Regions from separate parts of the Mus musculus genome. Here regions 2 and 3 are each linked to region 1. The links are chromatin contacts, called in public promoter capture Hi-C maps. All regions are on one chromosome and are shown on one strand. The core of a region is the stretch at or near the end of the contact, and the rest is flanking DNA. Distances in the headings are between cores, read along the strand shown. Region 1 holds the start of Dnmt1 (DNA methyltransferase (cytosine-5) 1). Region 2 holds the start of Ccdc151 (coiled-coil domain containing 151). Region 3 holds the start of Epor (erythropoietin receptor).

Region 1 (3,683 bases), core at 543-3,042:
AATTATGTATGTATTTTTTGGTAGTAAAAAGAAATCTGTTGAGGTGTCTCACAAAGGCTTCAGATTTTTATGCCTATACAATCAAAAAACAAGCATTCAAAAAACGAACCCAAACCATCATGATGGCACATGTCAGTAATCCCAGCACTGAGAAGACACAGGCAGAGAGAGAGAGAGAGAATCCCAGGCCAGTCTCCAATACAAGTGAAAGGGCTGAAGGTGTAGCTCAGTACAGAGCTTCAGGTCCAACCCTGGGGGCGAGCTGGGGGCAGGGGTGTTTGACAAGGGGAATTCAGCCGCTTCTCCCACTTTATCCCCCAAAGCTCAAATGGGAATCGGCCTGGCATCACCCCAGTAAACTAACCCCCGGGATAGCAAAAGCAGACTCAGAATCGGGTTGGGATGTGTCCAGCACTAGCAGGGCACCTATGACTAATGCTCAATGACGCGCGGGACAAGCTTTCAGGAATGAACGGATTGACGATGCCCTTCTGGAACAGGAAGCGGGATCCAGTGTTCCCGCCAATCCTTGCACACAGCCGTCCTCATGGAGGCGTGGAAGGTACTAGTGGAGGGCCCATTACCCAGGTCTTCCTTGATTGCTTGGGGAGGGGGGGGGGAGAGGGGGGATTCATATGCACTGAAATGGGGGACTTTACCTGCCATCCCTCACTCCTCGAAATAAACACTGGACAATGTAAAAAGCTTCCTCGATGGCGCCAGGACCGAAAGAACTGGTTTACAGGGGCTAAAATAATAGGGCGGGGGCCGAGACATCTCACTACCATTCATCTTTCCTTCCCCCTGATAAACACTTTGAATGGAGTTAAAGGTTTCCTCGATTGCTCTGGGATCTCGGGACAGAGTTATGTCACTGCCAAAGTGGAGGGCCCATTCTGCAGCACCAGCTCTTTCCAGGCAGAGTCTCTTTGATAGCTCCAGGATCGCAGGAGCTCCTTTACGTTAGGATGAAAACAAAACAAAATCCCACGAGGGCTTCAAGCTGCCCAGGCCCGGCCCGGCAGGATGAGAGAGAAAAGGTCCTAGGACTTGACAGCGGGGCTGGGAAGGAGGGCCCTTCTGAACCAGGGCCAGGGGAACCGGCGGAGGGACCCTCGGGTGGGCGCGGCGGGATCTGCAGGGCACCGGAAGTGGAGGCTGGAGCGGAGTGGGGGCTTCAGGGTGTCCACAGGCCGGGAGAGGGGCACTTCCTGCACACCCAGGAGCCTGGCTGACCAAAGAGGGGAACCCCTGAGGGTGTCCCCAAGCTTGTTCTATTTCAGAGGGCTGATCCCCTTGCTCCCTCAAGCTCCCAGTCAATGGGCTTGCCAGCACCCCGGCCCCCACCCATTTTGGCGCCAACAGCTAAGGGCACGCGCGACAGGAAGCACAGCCCGCGCCAAACGCTGCCCCGCGCATGCGCGCCCTGGCTGTCAGCGGCCGCAGGGCCACCCGGAGATACCCCCAATATATGCCTCGGCATCGGTCCCGCCCCTCACCCCCACCCTGCGTGGCACCTACCGCCTGCGGACATGGTCCGGGAGCGAGCCTGCCGGGGAGGCAAGCGCAGGCACTCGGGCTGGAGCTGTTCGCGCTGGCATCTTGCAGGTTGCAGACGACAGAACAGCTCTGAACGAGACCCCGGCTTTTTCGCGCGCGCGGAAACCAATTGGGAGGGGGCGGCGCAAGCGGAAGCAGCATGTACCACACAGGGCAAGAGAGTGGGGGAAGACCATGCTATGCCCGAAGGGAGTGCGCATGCGCGCAACGGAGGCACCCACACCTCCTGGCTATAGTGGGCTCGTCCGTGCTGCGACTGGCGCCACCCACCTCCCCCTTGCCTGAAGAGGTGGCTCGGCACTTGAGAGCAGGTAGTGCTGCTCTTGCAGAGGATGACTCTGGTTTGCTTGCCAGCACCCGCATCCAGCCGCTCCAAGCCCCTGTAATTCCACTTCCAGGGGGTCCTACAGCCTCTTCTGGCCTCTATGGGCATTGCACTCACATGCACAAACACAACTTTAAAAAAAAAAAAATCTTTTGAGTCTGGCAGAGGCTGTGGCATGCATGCATTTGATTCCAGCACTCAGAATGCAAAAGCCAGAGGATCTCTGTGTATTGAGCCTGGTCTAAAAACAAAATCTTCTTGAAAAAGGAAAAAGGTAGGCGGTGGTGGCGCATGCCTGCAGTCCCTTACACTAAGGAGGCAGAGGCAGGCAGATCTCAGTTTGAGGTCAGCCAAGTCTATACAGTGGAGTTCTAGGACAGCCAGAGCCACACAGAGAAAGCCAGTCTCAAAACAAAACAAACAAAAGTGGGCTTGTCTGCGCAGTGGCTAGCTTCCTCCCTGGAGAGCACCCACCCACATCCAGCCACTCGAAGCCCTGTAACTCCACTTCCAGGGGAAGGCCGCTGTGGACACTGCTCTTAAATGCACCAACAATTTTTTAACCCAAGATAGGCTTGACTTTACTATCTATACAATAGATAATATGGTTGATCTTAAAGTTCAGACCTCCTGCCTCTCTCTGGTCTTGAGTGATGGATTTATGGGTATGCCCCACTGTAACTACCATCTTCACTGGAAGATGAAATGTGTGGTTCTGTAGTGTCTAACTATATGTCCATGATCCATATTTCTGGAACTTACATCTTCAGAAGGAGAAACTATAGGCATAACTCTATCCCCCTCCCCTTCTGCTCATCTTTTGTTACCATTTTGGTAAGAAATACATGAACCCTTAAACAAAAGGCCTCCCGTCTAACCCCATCTTCACCCCCTTGTCCTCTAAAACGACCATGAGCACACCATCTGGACTCTTCCTCAGTGGCTTCATCTATCAGAGCTGAAATCACCTCCTTAAAAAGATAATTCAGAAGTGAACTGGACCAATATACCAATGAAGTAGTATAGTGGTAAGGCCAGGAACCACTTCTGCCATCTGGGTTTAATAAAAAAAAAAAAAGCAGATCGCAGAGAAATGATATTTTCTATTTACCTTCCACATGGTATGGAAGGATTTAGAATATACAGTTCAACAGCAGAATATTAACCTCACAGCAGAAGCCTTGGGAGTCATCCCTAGCACCAGATGAATAAAAGAATGACCGAGGACCAGAAAGACAGCTGAGAGAACTGAGCCAGAAGTAGTCTCCCTCTGACCATGTGTGTAAGTTGACATCACATACCCACGCACATGTACACAAATGTGAAATTGTTAAAGAACTTTTCCCAACAAACCTAACTTTAAAAATCCTGAGGCACTGGGGATGGAGAGATGGCTCAGTAGTTAAGAGCACTGACTGCTCTTCCAGAGGTCCTGAGTTCAATTCCCAGCAACCACATGGTGGCTCACAACCATCTGTAATGGGGATTTGATGCCCTCTTCTGGTGTCTCTGAAGACAGCAACAGTGTACTCATATACATAAAATAAAAAAAAAAAAAAAATCCTGAGGCAGGCATGATAAAAGACATCTATTCTAGCACTTAGCATCTAATGCAGGAAGATTGGGAGATTGGAGCCAGCCTCATTACATAGTGAGATTCAGGACCTTGTCTAAAGGAGAGACAGACAGACAGACAGATAGACAGACAGACAGAGACACAGACAGAGAAAGACAGGGAGAAGAAAGGAGAGAAGAGCCCAGCGGTAGTGGTGCACACCTTTAATCCTAGCACTTGGGA
Region 2 (3,683 bases), core at 394-2,893, 1.0 Mb after region 1:
TTTACAGTATTTTTATTTTTTATGTATTTATTTATTTTCATTTTTTTTTTGAGACAGGGTTTCTCTTTGTAGCCCTAGCTGTCCTGGAACTCACTCTATAGACAAGGTTGGCCTTGAACTCAGAGATCTGCCTGCCTCTGCCTCCTGCATGCTGAGTACTGAGAAAAAAGACGTATGTCACCACTATCAGGTTTAAGATTTCTTCTTAATAATATGAGCAAAATCACAGTAGGCTTTTCCAAACTGTGGCATAAGCAATATTTGGTCTTGATAATTCTTTGCTGTGGGGGCTGTATTAGGCCTAATAACATGTAAAGCCTTCTCCTCGCCTATGCCTAATAAACTGGAGTAGTACCCTCCTGCATTCAGCAAAATGATAAAAAAGTCTGCAGACATTGCTAAATAGTCTCTGGGAAGGGCAGCATTATCTCCTCCCCCTCCAGGGAAGCCACTAGTTTTTACTTTCTACTACTTAACAATGCACTATATGAGCATTTTATGAATGTCAAGTACTACCTGTGCAGTTACTATGCCCATTTTACAGGTGGAAAAACTGAGTACAATTAGATGACTCTAAGTTCCCCAAGATCAAACAACTTTTATGCAGAGCAAGGATTCAGACCCCAGAGAAACAAACTCTCTTTGGGCTGAAGATATAACTCAGCAAAGTGCTTGAGTAGCATGAATAGAGCCCTGGGTTCCAGCCTCAGCACCGCATGATGCCCGCATGGTGGCACATGCCAATCACCCAAAAAGGTGGAGCTAGGTCTCCTTTGAGTTCAAGCTAGCCTGGGCCACATGAGGCTAACTCTCAAAAATAATTTAATAAATAAATAAAATTTGGGTGGGAGGGATAATGGCTCAGTGGTTAAGGACATTTGCTGCTCCTGCAGAGCGAGGAAGGTTGTTAGTCTCAAGCACCCACATTGGTCAGCTCATAAACACCTGTAACTCTAGCTCCAAGGGATCCAATGCCTTCTCCTGGCATCTGAGAGTACTGCACTCTGCCCACAGAAACGCAAAACAGAACAATAAATAAAGAAAAACAAACTCTAGAATCTGTGCTTTTCACTCACCCATATGCACATTAGAAGAGGTAATAGTACAAAGAAATGGGAAAGAAAGATAAGATTTGAGTGTTTGTTTCAAGTTGGTCACATAGACTCGTGCTGGAGAAACACATAGCGCCTACTCAGAAGACCTGGTGGGCACGGTTGATCCCGGATCCTTCGGTGCAGTCTGCAGCCATACTTACCTAACAGTTGGATTTTTCTTTGTAACTCAAGCACCTGTGCGTGCACAGAAGACTTCATTGCATGGAAGGAGGTTGCTGACTTGGGATGATGTGCAGGCCAGGCCTGTGCCCGGCCCATAGACTTGCTTCGGTGAACCTTACTGCCTTTGGCTTTGGAAGAGGGCGCTGGAGCTTGCTCCGGGCTAGTCACCGTGGTGGTCGCGGCTGCCCAGCACAGGGGGGACGTCATGGTGATCGGGTTAAGGTCGGGAAGCCTCTAAGGGGTAGGAGAATAACTACAAGTTGGCCTCTATAATCCAGGATCCTAAACGCTGGTTCCCTAGGCTCTGGGAATGCACTTCTGCTAACTGCCTGGCTGCGGGCCTCTTAGCATCTCCCGGTTGCTAAGTAACTTCCTCCCCCCGCCCACGTTCCCAAGGAAACCGCCCGCGTTACACTCCACTGCTCTTATTGGCTGACTCGGTTCGGAGGGGCGGTCCCACAAAGAGGCCCAGCGAAAGAGAGGCGCGAGCGTAGCGGTCACGTGACGCCTGCGTGTTCGCTGGCAGTGGCCAGTAACCCGCCACTCCCAAGATGGAGGCACGTTACGCCGCCATTAAGCGCTACACTTCCGATCTGTTCTAAGGTTAGGTCTTCATGTTCCTACTCAAGATGGCCGCCTCAGCGCCCGCACACGCACTCTTGCCACTCCTAACATGGCGTCCCGGAGTTGCCGTTCGCCAAGAGGGATGAGCAAAACGGAAGTGACGTATCCGGAGCGTTCCGTTCTCTTATTCTACTGCAGGAACCGTGGCTGCTGAGCTAACCTGGTGTGGTGGCTATTGACCTTTGCCTCTACCTCGCGTAGGTGATGAAGTAGCGATGGGAGGAAGGCACCCTAGTTTCTTATAGGTTGCAGCAGGGTGGGTGGTGTGGAGGGATCGTAAATCCTTTGAACCTTTGGCGGGAGTTGCCCATTTCACCTCTTTACCGAGAGACCTATGGTTTTGAGTTCACTTTGAGACTCTTCCACTGGCTCGGGGCGGAGAGACGCCCCTTGCCCTTGCACTTCCAACTCCGATTGTGCCCTCCTTTTCCGGAAGCAGTGGTGAGGCCGGTCTTGGGTAAGCTGCCTTCTCCCAATGATTAGATGCTTCTTCATTCTTTCCTACAGTGAGAGGCCATCGCGTATCTTCCTGCCGCATAACACACTTCCGGTCTCGGCCCGGACGGGATGCTGCTGCTGCTGCTACTACTACTACCCCTCTGTTGGGCTGTAGAAGTTAAGAGACCCCGGGGCGTTTCCCTCAGCAGTGAGTCTCTTCTTTGTGCATCGGGAGGGGCGTTTCAGCCTTTTTCCTCCGTTTCCCGTAGCATTTCAGCTGGTGAGTGAGTGGGACAGAGGTAATATTTATTTAAGATCTGAGCAGAGCTTCTTGTTTCCCTCACCAGACCATCACTTCTATGAAGAATCTAAACCTTTCACCTGTTTGGACGGCACAGCCACCATCCCATTCGATCAGGTGAACGACGACTACTGCGACTGTAAGGACGGTTCAGATGAGCCTGGTGAGCGTTTGCATTTGCCCATCGCCCATTAAATGAGCCTGCTAAGCGCAGATGCCCCAAAGAACTTGGATCTCACTCTCCTGTTGCTTCCTGCTCAGTGAGCAGAAGCAGGCACAGAAACAAGATCCCTGTTGGCTTGGATTAGCTGAGGGGCAGTGTTTGTAGGTGCCAGTCCTGGTTTCCATTCCCTATCAAAGGAACAAATGTCCAGGTGTATGACCAAGTCAGCAAATGTCATTGCAGGAACCATGAATGGCATTCAGGAGGAGGTGAGGTTTCGAGTCAGGAAGAGCCAACAGAAGACCCTCTCAGAAGTGGGAGGAGGAGGGAAACTGAATGGCCTTCTAGGGATTGATGAAGGCAAAGAGGAGTGGAGGGGAGTTGCCTGGCCTTTTTGAAGGGCCTCCGGAGAAGCTGGGGAATACTGGAGGATTGTGTTGCTGGCCCCTGAAGATACAGTTTCTTCTTGGTTGTGCTTTAGTTTATTTTTGTTCTGGAGACACAGTCTCTGGTGGCCCAGCCTGGCCTTGAGCACACAGTGTAGCTGAGAATGACCTGGACCACGGGTTATCCTGTGATCACCACCAGAGTGCTGGGATTACAGACGTGCACCACCACACCCGAGTTACACTTACTTTGCTGGAGCCCCCCACAAACAAATGTGGCGTGGGGAACACGCATCAAACTTTTTTTTTTTCCTGTAGGCACAGCTGCTTGTCCCAATGGCAGCTTTCACTGCACCAACACTGGGTACAAGCCCTTGTACATCCTCTCCAGCCGGGTCAATGATGGGGTATGTGGTAAGTGCAGTGCGGGTCCTCCCAGGATCTGGGGAAGGTCGGGCCAGCCAGGGGGAGACCTCACCCACTCTGCTCTTGGC
Region 3 (3,683 bases), core at 365-2,864, 1.0 Mb after region 1:
GGACCAGAGCATTTTTGACTACCACGATGGTAGTGCCCTAATTCCAACGTAATACCTGAGTCCATTGATGGAAAAGAATTATTCCAGCTCCGGCCACCCAGGGGCGACCTCCACACCATCCGCACCACCCCCATCCCCTCCTCCGTTCCCGGAGTTTCCCACCCTTAACCTAGTCTCCAGGCCCATCCAGGAAGCTCTGCTCTACCCACCCCTCCTAAGGCCACCCAGTCCTGAGGACTCACTCGAGCTGGTATGAGAAGCTGTAGTTGAAGTCCATCCCGGAGCTCGCCGCTTCCTCCCAGAAACACACCAAGTCTTCCAAGCGTTGGGTGAAGCACAGAAGTTCTTCGGAGCCCCGGGATGCCAGCAGGGCCGCTAGAAAAGGGGATAGCCATGGCGGGGGGAGGGGGAGATCAGGGAAGCCCAGGTCTGCCTTCCACGGTGCCCTTACCCTCCCTCTTGTCGCCTGTGCAGATCCGATAATTTTAGTGCCCCGCCCTCTTCTCCAAAAGGGCCTTCGAGGGGTCTTGCAAAAGTGGCGCCTCAGAACTCCCAAGAGTAGCGACCCCGCCTGCCTTGTTCTACTCCTCCGTGCGCACGCCCACTCACCCTGCAAGTTGAGCGCTGTTCGCCCCGCCCTAGCGGGTGTGTGTGAGCGCAGAGAACTCGGCCTCCTATCGGTTCCCGCAGGCACCCGGCTGTCCCCCGATAGCGCCAACCGTGTCCCCCGCCCCCTTCCTCCTCCTAGCAAGCCGTCCAAAGGACCTAGCACCATCCGCCCGCCAAACTGAGTTTACAGTCTGCAGCGGGTCTGTTTCACAGTCTCTGGGAGCTCGATCCCCTCCCCCAGGAGAGCGGACCTAGCACTACCTTACCCTTGCCATTTCTACCATATCCCAGACTCCCTCAAAACACGAAACAGAGCCGAATGTGTTGGCTCTTGCAGGTCATCCCAGCAACTGGAGGTGGAGGCAGGAGAATCAGGAATTCAAGCTCAACCTCAATTACATAATGAGTCTGAGGGCAGCTTTGGCTACACAGACGCCGCCTCAAAACCAGAAACAGTACAGGCGAGTGACACATGCCTTTCATCCTAGCAATTCCAGGACATCCTGGAATGTCTAGCGAGATCCTGCTTCAAACAAACAAACAAACAAACAAACAAACAAACAAACCAACCAATCTTAAGCCTCTGCCCTGAGCATCACTCCAGGGCGAGGAGACTCTGAGATGCCTCATCGAGTTCAGACACCAGTTTGGCCCCTAGGACCCCATCTGGAGGTTCAGGGGACATTTAGCCCCTGGGACTCGGGCTGGGAATTCAGACCACAGCATTGCCCATGTACAGTTCTTACCTTTGCTCTCAAACTTGGGGTCCGGGAGGCTGGGTGAAGGTGCCCAGGCTGCCCCAGCAAGTAGGAGACAGAGGGGGCCTACCCGAGGCCAGAGGGGCACCCTGAGTTTGTCCATGATGCAGCCCTAGCTTCAGGAAGCTCAGGGCTCCAGCGCCCCTGTTTCGTCCCCCCCACCTCTCCTTCCCTTTCCTCTTTCCCCTTTCCCCTAGTCCACAGCTGGGTCAGCAGCAGCTGCCGGACACAGCTGACCAGGAGCTTCTAAGTGGCAGCTCCTTCCAGGGGGCGGGGCCAGCTTGCAGGCTGGGGACAGATAAGCTACAGCCACCAAGGGAACAGGGGCCTTCTTGGGCACAGCCACTGCCTAAACCAGTGTAGGGGGTGGGGCAGACAGCAGAGTTTTGTTTCGGGTGGCTTTGCTAATGTGGTCACGGACAAGTGACTTATGTTGTTTCACCGTCTAGGTCTAGTCCGGGCATCTGTGAATCCAGCCTGCTGTGCAGCCGGCAGGCCACAGATGGAAGAGAGGCTCTCGCTCCAGCCAGTATCTCTTCCCCAGCTCAGTTCAAAATAAGAATCCTAAAGACAACTAGCAACTGGGTGTGTGAGTGGAATCAGGCTGTGTAGCGTGACAGACACGTGCTATGGTGTTTTCTGTTTATGAATTACACGGATTTGGGAATATGAAATATTTACTATTTTTAAAATTACATTTGTGTGTGTGTGCATGTGTGTGCATGCACAAATGCAGCAGGATGCTTGTGGACAGCACAGAACAACTTGGGGAGTCAGCTCTCTCCTGCCTTGTGCTCCTGGTATTAAGCTGAGGTCTTCAGTATTGGCAGAAAAATCTTTGACCAGCTGAGCCAGCTCACCTGAGCCATCCGTCTCACCAGCCCTGATTGTTTTGGAGACAGTGTATCCCAAGCTGACATCAAGCTCCCTGAATAACTAAGGATGATGTTAGACTCCTGGTCCTCCTGCTTTCACTTCCTGGGTGTTGGGATGACAGGCATGCACCACCTATGTGGTGCTGGGACTGGAACCCAGAGCTTCACCTTACTGAGCAAGGGCTCTGCCAACTCTACAGCTCCAGTATTGCTTGCTTTCTTCCATGCAGGATGTCACTAAATAGCCCAGGCCGTCTTGGAACTGTGGCAATCCTCCTGACCCAAGCTTCTGAGTGCTCAGATCACAGACCTGTGCTTTCTTTCTTTTCTTTTTTTTTTTAAGACTTATTTATTTATTATATGTAAGTACACTGTAGCTGTCTTCAGACGCACCAGAAGAGGGCATCAGATCTCTGTTACAGGTGGTTGTAAGCTACCATGTGGTTGCTGGGATTTGAACTTCGGACCTTTGGAAGAGCAGTCGGGTGCTCTTACCCCTGAGCCATCTCACCAGCCCCAGACCTGTGCTTTCTATACTTAAAAATAAAAAAAACAAAGTTGAATGGCGGGTAGTGGTACAGCACTTGCCTAGCAGGTGGAAAACCCTGGGTTTATCCCCAGAACCCCCCAAATACAGAGATAGGTGGATGCATACATATACATACATAAGTACATAGTACGTACATACATACATACATGGGTAGATGCATGGATACATACATACATGAACAGACACATATATGGATATACACATATACACAGATACAAGTATGTATATGTTCACATATGCATACATGCATTGACACACCCATGGACAGATAGGTAGGCAGATAGATGAATACATACATACATTCATATATACATACATTTATGATACAGTGGTTTAAATGAGAATGGCTTTTATAGGCTCATATATTTGAATGTTTGGATCCCAGTTGGTGGACTGGGCTGGAGAGATGGCTCAGCGGTTAAGAGCACTGACTGCTCTTCCAAAGGTCCTGAATTCAATTCCCAACAACCACATGGTGGCTCACAACCATCTGTAATGGGATCTGATGCCCTTCCTCTTCTGGTGTGTCTGAAGACAGCTACAAATGGGCTGGAGAGATAGCTCAGTGGTTAAGAGCTCTGACTGCTCTTCCGAAGGTCCTGAGTTCAAATTCCAGCAGCCACATGGTGGCTCACAACCATCCGTAATGAGATCTGATGCCCTCTTCCGGTATGTCTGAAGACAGCTACAGTGTACTTAGATATAATAATAAATAAACCTTAAAATAAATAAATCTTAAAAAAAAAGTGCATCCCTGAGGGCTGGAGAGATGGCTCATGGGTAAAGAGCAGTGACTACTCTTCCAGAGGACCTGAGATCAATTCCCAGAACCACAACTGTCTGTAAATCAAGTTCCAGGGGATTTGACACCCTCAGAAAGACATGCACAGG

What was found. Promoter capture Hi-C pulls out the DNA fragments that hold promoters and counts their contacts.
Region 2: a contact with region 1 is called in a promoter capture Hi-C map of pre-B cells, with 2.8 times the contacts expected there. The contact joins the promoter of Ccdc151 here to the promoter of Dnmt1 in region 1. A contact is called at or near these places in 1 of 39 promoter capture datasets (pre-B cells) and 1 of 484 Hi-C or Micro-C datasets (CD4 T cells).
Region 3: a contact with region 1 is called in a promoter capture Hi-C map of liver, with 5 times the contacts expected there. The contact joins the promoter of Epor here to the promoter of Dnmt1 in region 1. A contact is called at or near these places in 3 of 39 promoter capture datasets (liver and pre-B cells) and 1 of 484 Hi-C or Micro-C datasets (CD8 T cells).

The regions. Positions count from the first base shown.
Region 1 is chr9:20,951,187-20,954,869 of GRCm38.p6, forward strand. It overlaps Dnmt1 (DNA methyltransferase (cytosine-5) 1), which reads right to left and starts at 1,793. Exons shown (of 39, transcript NM_001199431.1): 1 at 1,522-1,793. The coding sequence starts at 1,601.
Region 2 is chr9:22,000,991-22,004,673 of GRCm38.p6, forward strand. Ccdc151 (coiled-coil domain containing 151) reads right to left here and starts at 1,644. Exons shown (of 13, transcript NM_029939.3): 1 at 1,256-1,644. The coding sequence starts at 1,484. Prkcsh (protein kinase C substrate 80K-H) reads left to right here and starts at 1,998. Exons shown (of 18, transcript NM_008925.2): 1 at 1,998-2,098; 2 at 2,409-2,547; 3 at 2,687-2,803; 4 at 3,508-3,603. The coding sequence starts at 2,469.
Region 3 is chr9:21,961,962-21,965,644 of GRCm38.p6, forward strand. It overlaps Epor (erythropoietin receptor), which reads right to left and starts at 1,615. Exons shown (of 8, transcript NM_010149.3): 1 at 1,356-1,615; 2 at 243-375. The coding sequence starts at 1,470.